Regions from separate parts of the Larimichthys crocea genome. Here region 2 is linked to region 1. The links are chromatin contacts, called in public Hi-C maps. All regions are on one chromosome and are shown on one strand. Each heading gives the region's core, a stretch centred on a gene start, on an enhancer-like site or on the middle of the called end of the contact. The rest is flanking DNA. Distances are from core to core; before and after follow the strand shown.

Region 1 (5,009 bases), core at 1,826-4,325:
AGCTGCTCGGAGTTTACATTTCTCACCACTAGATGTCACTCATGTAACATTATAAACTTGCATGAGCTTGCATTAAAAACTTGCTACAGCAAGTACTCCCTTTGTTGCTTCAGCCAAAGTTGCTGTAAATGTGCACAATTTATTTGTTATTATTTATAAAAACTAAAAAAGCTTCACTGAGATCAGCTCATTGCAGGTAATCCAGTTCCAGATGTCATCATTCTGTTGACATGCCATGTTTTGATTAATGGCACCTCATTTTCAGTGCAGTCAAGATGCACGTCAGACATTTACAAGTTGCTTTCCCTTGGCGTCACATTTGCAGTTGATGGTGCGAGAAACGGAGGCAGACTGTGTGTGTGTGAGAAGGCAGCTCATTAGCTGTCCGGGTCCAGCAAAAGTGGTTGGTTTCTCCCAGGAGAGCAGCTCAGAGTTCTGGGAAACTCACCAACACGCCAACAGCTGCGACTCTACATGAACCTGATGAAAACTCTTCCTCTTCTTCATCTGAAGTACTTTGTCAGTCCGTCCCACCAGACTGTCGGGCCCTGGATCTCCATCCATCTGTACTCACATCATTTTGTAGTTTAACTGAATATAAAAGGACTTGTAGATTAAGAGATCACTGCCATCCGTTCTGTCTCTGTGGCCTAAGTGTGGATGTTTATGAGCATGTGTGTGTGCGTATGTTAAGGGGGAAGGGAAGTGGGCCTGGCTCTTCTGCTTCTTTCTGAACTTTTGACCAATGCTTTGGGAAGTTTTTTTTTTTGTGTGTGTTTTGACTGGAATATGAACAACTGCACTCGGCCTGATGACATGGCTCCAGATCTCTGGAGTCCTGCTGGCAGATAAGAGTCATGATCTGAATACATGATGGCGTGTATGGTGGGTAGTGTTGTCCACTGAAAAAAAAGCTTTGTGCCAAAGATACAGTTGCATCTGTGTTGTATCAGACTTCATTTTTCAGCAAGAAATGAAAGATGAATGAAACATTTATAAAAGTCTGAGAAGTCTCTCTGGAAATATGTGATGCAATATGTTCATAGTTTTGTGAATATTTGGACAAGTGTGTTATGTCTTGATTGATTTTTGACAGGATAAAACCAAACCAAGACATTTTATGATAGAATATTGATCTCTAAAGTTTCCATGCTGTTCCACAATGCACCCCTGGAGTTTGGTTACATGCACAAATGACACATATCTGCTTCTTACAGCTTATGAGTGCTGCAGCTCCTGGCCACCACTAGATTAATCTGCAACAGACATGATTTAAACTATCGAGATTCACAGATTTGCTATCTGCCCACTTCAGCCACGACAACTGATTTCATGGTGAAATAAACACACATGAGATGCTTCTAAATCATAATAAGGGGATTATTATGATTTTTGATTCAGCACAAGGAGAGACAAAGACATTTGTTATTAGTAAAATTTTATCTGAAATGCAAAAATATCAAAGGACAAACACGTCACAAATACAATAAATACTGTAGATCCACAATAGAAAAGAATTATGCTGCACATTTTTGCTTTGTGATTGAAATACAAGTCAAAGTAGCAAAACATCTATCTATCTTCACAGCAGCCATGTCGACATGAAATAGTAGGATCAATGCAGGCAACGGGCTAACGTGCACCACAGCAGCACTCTGACTCTGACTCTGTTTGACCTGAATGGAACAGAGCCTTAATTAGTGTCATTGGTAAAACCTGTGTTTACCTACTATTTCATGTCAAAATGGCTGCTGTGAAAAAAGGTCTATACTACATAGATTGCTGGTTGCTCTCTAAACTGTATCGAAGATCATTAAAATGACAAAACAAATAGTGGGGCTGATGTTTGTTAAACCCAAATCCGGAGGTTAAATCCAGTCTAATTGAGCTTACACACAGTGTAAACATGCCATAATACTAATTACAGCAAACATGCACACAAAAGAAGATATATCTCAAAACAAACTTGGAGTACTGCCTTTATTGTTCTAACCTACATGCTCTGAAAATACACAATCCAAAGTGTATTAAAGGTTGAGTTTAAAGTCATTGCTTAGCTACAGTTATGCAGACATTTTTCCATTTTCAGGAGGCATCAGCATTTTATATTGTCTGCAGGCTTCAGCAGAACCAAAGCTGGTGTTTGAAGAAGAAAGGAGTCCTATGCTGTTGCTCCACATAGTCTTACATTGGATGAGATGTCTTGGTTGTCCTCTGATCGCCCCGTCATCAAAAATGGCCAGGTCTGTTAAAGCAAAACACAACAGTAAAGAAACACATCCAAAAACTTTTTTTTCCCAGACTCACTATTGACTATGATAGTCTTGGTAATGAGATTCTCCATTTTCAGAATGATACTGCAGAAATAACAGGAATATTGTGGGGAAGCTATAGTGATTATGTCAAATTACATAATTAAGTCACTATAAAATTCAAACCTAGAGACTAGTAAAGTGATTTCCCATTTGTTTGTGCAAAACCCTAAAAGTACACAATGAGAAACGTCACTTCAATACTTCTTTCTGTGTCTGAACATTTGTTTGTTTTTGCTTTGGGTTTTTATCTTCATACCAGATTGACTGGGTGCGCAAAGCGACTCTCGAACCGGTCATCCTGCAGAAGCTGTCTCAGGTGAGAGATGTAGCTCGAGGCGAGTCGAAGCGTGTCCAATTTGGACAGTTTGGTGTCTGCTGGTACCCAGGGCAGGCTGGTTTTCAGTCTGGAGAAAGCTTTGCTCAGCACTCTCATCCGCGCCCTCTCCCTGGCATTGGCCGCGTTTCTCTGCGACTGGCGCGCTTCCTTCTGGTGCGCTCTGGAGGCTTTTCGGTCATGCTTGATCCTCCCCTCCCCGCCGTCATTTTCCAACTCCTCATCCGAATAAAGGTTGGGATTGTAGCATGCAATCTTCCGCGCGTTCCTCGCCAAAGCGGTGGCAGTCCTTGTGTGACATGTCTCGTAGTCCTCAGCATCACTTGCAGCAGAGCCAGTGGACATGGCTGCTCCACCTGTGCCTTGGAGGCGGACGCGGTTGGCACTTAAGGGACAGCAGCAGATTGGAAAAATAGATTCTCAGCTTGGTAAGAGTTTTGCAAACACCAGGAGGTTGGAAGTCAGCAGGCTACCGCCACTTTTAAATTCCCATTTGGTAACCCTACAACTTATTTCACCCTGAAATGTCACCACTTGACAATGCTGCAGTACCAACAGCTTAAGGTCAAGTCTGAAAATTGCAGCTCTCTCTAAAAGTGAAACATGCCTCCTTGCTTTGCTACCCCTCTAATTTAAGTGTCCTGGACTTGGCATCTGTACAGTTTTTTTCTGAGCCTTTCTCCTCCCCCTTTCCCTCCAATCCACCATGACCACAACTCTATCTCCTTGTGTATACTGTTAAAGACTTAACTTGCTCATCTGCAACTTGATGATAGCATTAATCCACGTAAATGAATGGCTTAGTATTGATAGTCTAAAGAGAGGTGTAATAAAGTTGCAAATTGACTATAAGGATGTTTTTACCAAACAGAGAGATAATCTTTCTCATATGGAGTGTGATAATAATACCAACAATTCACTGCAACATTTGGAAATGCACATATAGTAAACATTTCTAAGTCTGTCGGTTCCACAGATGTGTTTTGGTAATAGAAATGTCTTGAGGACCTTATCAAAAGTGCATAATCCTTTGCTGGTTTCACAGAGGGATTGGGTTTCTGCAGATGGAGCAGCCTTTCACACGCAGCCTGCGTGCACCAGCCCCAGCTGTTATCGGTTCCCATGACATCTGGAGCGTTGGCATGACAAGGGTGTGGCAGAAGAGAAGAGGCACCATCTTCATTCCCATGGTAAACATTTTTCACTGGGCATGTTGGCCATTTTTCGCATTTGTTTAGTGTCCCTCAAACTTTTCTCAGCGCATCAACTGATAGAGTTCAGACAGGGTAGTAAATTTTAGTGTGGACTGAGATCAAGAGCTAACAGAAGTCGGGGAAGAGAACAGCTCCAGGCCTCAGAAGCTACAGGATTGCAAAATGTGTTTGCAGAGATACCATGCTGCCTGGAAAGTTTCTGAGAAAAAAGTCTTTTTATTCCAGACTCTACACTTCATACAGAATCTCTGTTGTAGTCTGTGAGATTTGCAAGCATTACAAAGTAAAAGTAAGCACATTGCTCACTATATTAAAAAGAGAACGCTTTGAGGAAATTATAAGGAGCTTATGTGTGAGGTGTGGGAGCACAATTTCTCTGGATAAATGGAACGTTCTATGGCCGTACAGCACCCCCTCTTTACTTTCTCAAGATAGTCCAAGAAAATCCCAGGTCCCTGAAAAAGCTATTACTCCACATAATACGTGTGAAATTTGGATTTTTTTATGACAATAGCAAGACTCTGCCAAGAATTACCTAACTGCAGCGCAGCTGAGATGCATGCTTGATTTTGGTAGCTGGCCATGCCAGGGTCACAAAATGAGAACTACTTTACTAGAGTGGGCTCAATGCTGTACTGTACTTCAACAGTTCCCACGATGGGGTGTAATTTATCCCAACTTTTATTAAACGTCTAATATATAGAGCCTTTCAAAACCCATCATGCTTGCTTATTAGCTGTTTATAATGATGTTCCAGTTTCATTTCTCAGTGTCAAAATGCAAGTCACTGCGGTTTTTGTTCTGCACTTTTCCACCACTCAGATTTCCCTCTTTCACAAACCAGGAATGCTCCCTAATCCAAGGACACATTCCTATGTTTTCCACTTCTACTATCCCACTCCTCCATGCACGTTTTTCACAAGAAGACCTGACATCAGCGGGACCTCGGACAAATCTGTCCTTGTCCTTGGATGTGTCATGAGGTTGAGATATTAAGTTCCTGCTTGCAGTGTTTTACTCTTGTAAGAAAGAAAGTCAAAGCTTCAGGCAGGCTGCCATCTCATCCCCTGTCGCTGCATCCGTCAGCGAGCTGGATGGTATGACTGACACACTCAAAGGTGCAAGCTAAGGGATTCTGCTGTTGGA
Region 2 (5,009 bases), core at 1,413-3,912, 130 kb after region 1:
ACGCACACTCTAAAGCCTTCTGTTATGTAGCGCATCCAGTGGGTGTGTGGCCGGTTCTGCACTGTACAATGGGGTGTCCGAGACTGCAGCATGAATTCCACACAGAACCTGAGGGTAGAAGGGACAGAGTCTTAATGTACACAATAGGAGGACATCATCACCCAGTTAATGACTGGTGTGGGGATAATTTGTTTCATCAGTGCAATATAATCATCTCCGGATCCAGTGTAGTATGGGCACACCCATTATTAAGTAAGAATGACAATAATTCAGCCAATGGGTATGCTGTTGGCACCACACTATAACTCACCTACTGTCATCTAGACCCTTTGTGCATGTGCTTTTCATGTGACACTCCTTATTAAAGTCTGAGTGCTTGATTTCAAAGGGTTGTGGGCAGTCTCCCGACATTGCTATATATAATGGTTTGTAGACAGACGACCAGGTGAGCAAACACCCACTGGTAGCTCATGCAGATGGAGAAAAAGGATCTTTTATTTCTTTTTTTTTCCAAATGGTTTGAGTTACACAGACTAACGTTAAAATGAAGTTTAACCCCTGGTTGCGTTCATGAACTTTTCAACTCTTGAATTTAAAGATACCCGAGGTCGTGTGCAGTTTCAGAATACTTGGGGAGGTTTTATAGGAGCATGATATGAAACCTACCCAGGGTCTAGGGGGTTTCCATAGTTGTCATGCTTGGGCCTTCCCTTGCCAAACTCCATGCTGGTGATGAATGCAGGACCTGATAAGAGAAACCAATTTAGTATTTCTGTTGGTAAGTTCAGGTGTAGCCCAAGTCCAAAAGTTACAAACAGGATAAACCAATGCAATATGTATAAAATCAAATAAAAGCAGTGCAATTGTAGATATTCATTTATTGGTATACCTGATTTTTGTCCACAGTGGCCACCATGGTGGTCTCTGTACTCCATGCAGCCGGCTCGTTCCTGCAGGCTGGGACAGGGCTCTCCGCTGTTACTGGGCTGCCGCTCCGTGTGGCGGACACGAACTCTCACTGACGGCTGGCAGGGCTTGGCACAGCCGCTCCAAAAGCTCCAGTCGCTCATGGTACAGTCCTGAGCTGGATGTTGGCACCCGTATTGTGGCAGAAACATTATTACAGGATATCCTCTGCGGCAGCAAAACAATCAAACTGAAACACCTGAGAGATGTTGGACCAAACACTCCTGAAGTTCACAGAGTGCAATGAGGTGACACATCTGAGCCATAGCTAAGGTGAAACCTTGCAGCGTTTTGTGCAGACTGCATAATTACAGTTTTCCTGTGAAACAGTGCAATAGAGCTAAATATGCAGGACATAACTTGAGATCAATGAAGCATTGATTGTGACTTGTAGAATTAGTGTTTCCTGCTTAACTACAAGTAGTTTGAGAGTATGCCAAGTGAGCATTCAATCACTAAGTCCTGTGATTTTTCTTTCACTTGCTCCCTGTGCTTGATGATCTAGCTTTGATGTATTAAGCATGCAGATTTAGTGACTACCAGCACATATTATGTACGCTTGGCTTGTTTGACTGGAACTGTAATTGCTACAACTGATTGACAGAATCACATTCTTCAAATATTTGTACTAATTCCATTATGTGGGCCAGTCCACTGAAATGAGGTTAGATGCAGAGCTTGCCTGGGTTATTTGGTGAACTGAGTATTGCCTTTTTGTGATGGAACAGCCATGACACATGTTACAGAAGAAAAATGAGTGTTGTGCAAGCTAGAAGGTCAAGAAGACAGAACAAACAACGCCTCTGGGAGTTTGACAGGACTTCACGACTATGAAGATAAATGTGTGCAAACAATTTCACATCCCTCGGATGAATTTGGAACATATCCTCCCCTGCCATCTGTGTGCCATCAGATAAGCAACCCAGTAACGACCAGGTACGAAAAAATATCTATCTTCTGTCTGATAGATAGAATCAGAAGATCTTTAACAAGAGTTCGGGTTATCTCATGCAACAGGTTATCTCCCACTGGTGTCATATAGTAAGGGTGTGTGCATAAATCAACAGTGCCTCCTCTTGTGATTTATTCATTCCCTCCATTCATCCCTCACCTGGGCACTCTGTGAAGTAGTCGAAGCAGCAGTCCTTGGTCTTATCGCAGCCCTTGTCACAGTAGCACGTCCCATACACGCGGTCCATCCTCCAGTCAGTGGTCGAACAGCTCAAGTCTCTGCTCCGGCAGCATCTCCCAGAACAACCTCCAGACACCAAGTGGTTCTTTCCAAGAGTCGAAACCACCAGCAACAAACATGCAAACTCCACAGAGGATCCCATCATAAAGGAGGTCACACTAGTCTCTTAGTTGCCCTCTTATCTGCTTTCTTATTGTTAAGTGTATTAACGCCCTCCCTGGTCCTATTCTATGTCTGTCATGCTCATGAACGTGAGAGGGAGAGGTTGGAATACCAGCCCAGCCCCAACCCAGCCAAGGCTGTGCTTTGCCACAGGAGCCCTTGTGACCTGGAATTCCTGTGTCCGTCTCCTGTGTCCAGCCTTCCAGAAACAGGTCTGCCGAGCAACCTACAGTACAGAGCACCCCATTCCAGCTCCAGTCAGACTCCCAATGTCCCTCATATTGTGTGTGTGACCTCTCCCGTCTCTCTCTCTCTCTCTCTCTCTCTCTCTCTCTCTCTCTCCCTGCTCCCAGGGAGGGAGCACCTCCTTTCAGTCGATCGCACAAGGGAGGAGACAACGAGGGCGAGGGAGGGGTGAGCTGGTGACTTTGGTGTGTGTTTTGCCTTTCTCTCTCTCTCTCTCTCTCTCTCTCTCTCTCTCTCTCTCTCCTGCCTCTTTCTCACCTGTCTTAGTGCTGTTTACCCGTTTTCCTTCTTACCCTCTCCCTGCAGAATTGCATGTGACCCTGATATGCCAGTCTTGCCCAGCCACTCTCTGCCACCCCAGAGTCCCAGAAGAAAGGGAGGAATGTGAGCAGTTGGCAGGTCTCCAAATAATTGTGCCAGGGGGCCTGCTGAGCGTTGTAAACCACCCTTTGATTCTCACCTCTCTCCCTTTTTTCCTTTCTATTATTGTTACTGTAATCTGACAAAAAATCTCAACACTTTGAACATGAGTTCCCCCTGTTTTACCTCTGACGTGCCTCTATTTCATTATGTTATGTTATCTGATATTCTATTTTATTTAGTTGCTGGCATTTTGGGAAAGAGGCTTATTAGATTTCTTGCATAAGTTAGAGGAGAAGATCAATACCTCTCATATCTGTGCACTAAATAAGCTACAGCCTTGTTGGTGAAGCTTAGCATAAAGACAGGATTTTGAAAAATTCTGCTCTTCTAAACTCATAATATCATTCGTTTGACCCACACAAAAACCAAGATGTAAAAACATGTTGCTTGGTAATCTCACAGTGACAAGAATCCATGAAGTGACTACACCAGGCCAGGAAATAGTCCAGCACATAACCCCCCCGTAAAAAATATTTATAGATATACATGTTGATTAGTTTTAAGGGTGCTGTCCGACAAACTTTTTAACCTTCTGACAGAACCAAGCTCGCTGTTATTGTATGGATTCAGCTTCAGTGCAGGTGCAGGGCTGTAAATCAGTGAGCTGGAGCTCCCAGTGTATGTGTATTACCATTATTTGTAGACCAGGGTGTGGCTTAATCTATAACTCTTGACATAAAGTACAGGGCGAACAGCAGATGACAGATTCATTTCATAGGCCGTAACTCTGAGGTGGCATGTCTGTGACACCCTTAGCTGGGCTAATTGTTTGATCTCATTAGGATTTGGCCTGTCTGACAGATGATTGATAGAAGGACTATTAGATTATCTCCTCTGAGTGAAGCTGAGACAATGTCTTTATAAAGTCAAATGTAAGGATTTCAATATAAGCTGATAAAAATCACATAATACTTTTATACCTAGTGTTTCTACATTTGAATGATGCAAAAATGTCAAAGGAAGCCCCCCCAGTAAGCAAAGAATCTTGATGCATATGAATCAGACATAATTTTGCAGGGTATCCGCAGCAATTTCTCCTCTGTTATGTTTGCTCAAGGAGCCTGAATGTCTGAGGATGTTGTGAACTCAAGAGGGTCAGCTTTTATTTGAGCAGTTCCTCCTCCATTTCATGGGAAACAAATGAGGCCTCTGCAGGGAGCATTAGCAGAGAATGAGGCCTCCCTGCGTCTACTGCTATAGAAGGGGCAGATATTTGTAATAATCTGGATACATTGCCTCTGCTGTCTTGAAAAACAGCTCCCGGAGAGCAGAGGGGGGTCTGTTTGGGTCCTTTGATTCTTCTTCTCGTCATAAGCAGGTAGGTCAAGCGACAGTAATAGCCTTCATCTTCACCATAATCATCAGCAGCAGCATCACTGAGGAGCATGTGTCTGAATCAGTGTATATTAAAGTTTGAGGGCGCTGAACCCAGACTGACCTTAGGAGTTGTAATGTGTTTTGGCCATTTTAATCTACAAATATGATATATAATGATCTATTTCTTTTTATTCATTTTGAGAAGGTGGATATAATTTTATATATAATTTTGTAAGTGTGACTGTGAAAAACAAAGATGATGCCCTGAAATGTCACACACACACACACACGTTGTTTGTCCAGTGCTGATTTCATCTATCCACTGATGCAAGACTTACAGCTGCATCAGTTTGCTTTGGCTCCAGCACGATAGGAGTACACTTCAAAGCATGTGTGTTTTACATCTGACAGGCCTCCAACCTCGAACCTCCTGCTCTTACTGTGCACTTGTCAGAGACAATCTGATTTCCCCAAGTAACACACCCTGCTCGCTGAGTTATCTTAGTGTATGTGAGTAAAGAGGAGATTAAGGCCGTGTTAATGTGTTTGTTTATGATGGCCAGAGCCGCCATGTCACAGAATGAATTCATGACAGTCATACACACAATTCATTTTATTTGACATAGTGAGAGGCGCGAGCAGAGATTGATTTGCTTTATCTGGGGAATGAAAGTGCGCGTGCCACCACTCCTTGTACTGGGCG

What was found. Hi-C and Micro-C count contacts between places; a contact is called where the count stands out from the background.
Region 2: a Hi-C map of muscle shows a contact between it and region 1, with 3 times the contacts expected there. The contact joins the promoter of sbspon here to the promoter of msc in region 1. A contact is called at or near these places in 2 of 7 Hi-C or Micro-C datasets (both in muscle).

The regions. Positions count from the first base shown.
Region 1 is chrXXIII:11,454,482-11,459,490 of L_crocea_2.0, forward strand. msc (musculin (activated B-cell factor-1)) reads right to left here and starts at 3,076. Exons shown (of 2, transcript XM_019263200.2): 1 at 2,572-3,076; 2 at 2,143-2,245. The coding sequence starts at 2,994. The coding sequence ends at 2,162. It overlaps LOC113744498 (a long non-coding RNA gene), which reads left to right. Exons shown (of 6, transcript XR_003461595.1): 2 at 2,119-2,243; 3 at 2,575-2,631; 4 at 3,695-3,839.
Region 2 is chrXXIII:11,587,230-11,592,238 of L_crocea_2.0, forward strand. It overlaps sbspon (somatomedin B and thrombospondin type 1 domain containing), which reads right to left and starts at 2,663. Exons shown (of 5, transcript XM_010733871.3): 1 at 2,078-2,663; 2 at 890-1,084; 3 at 667-745; 4 at 1-108. The coding sequence starts at 2,303.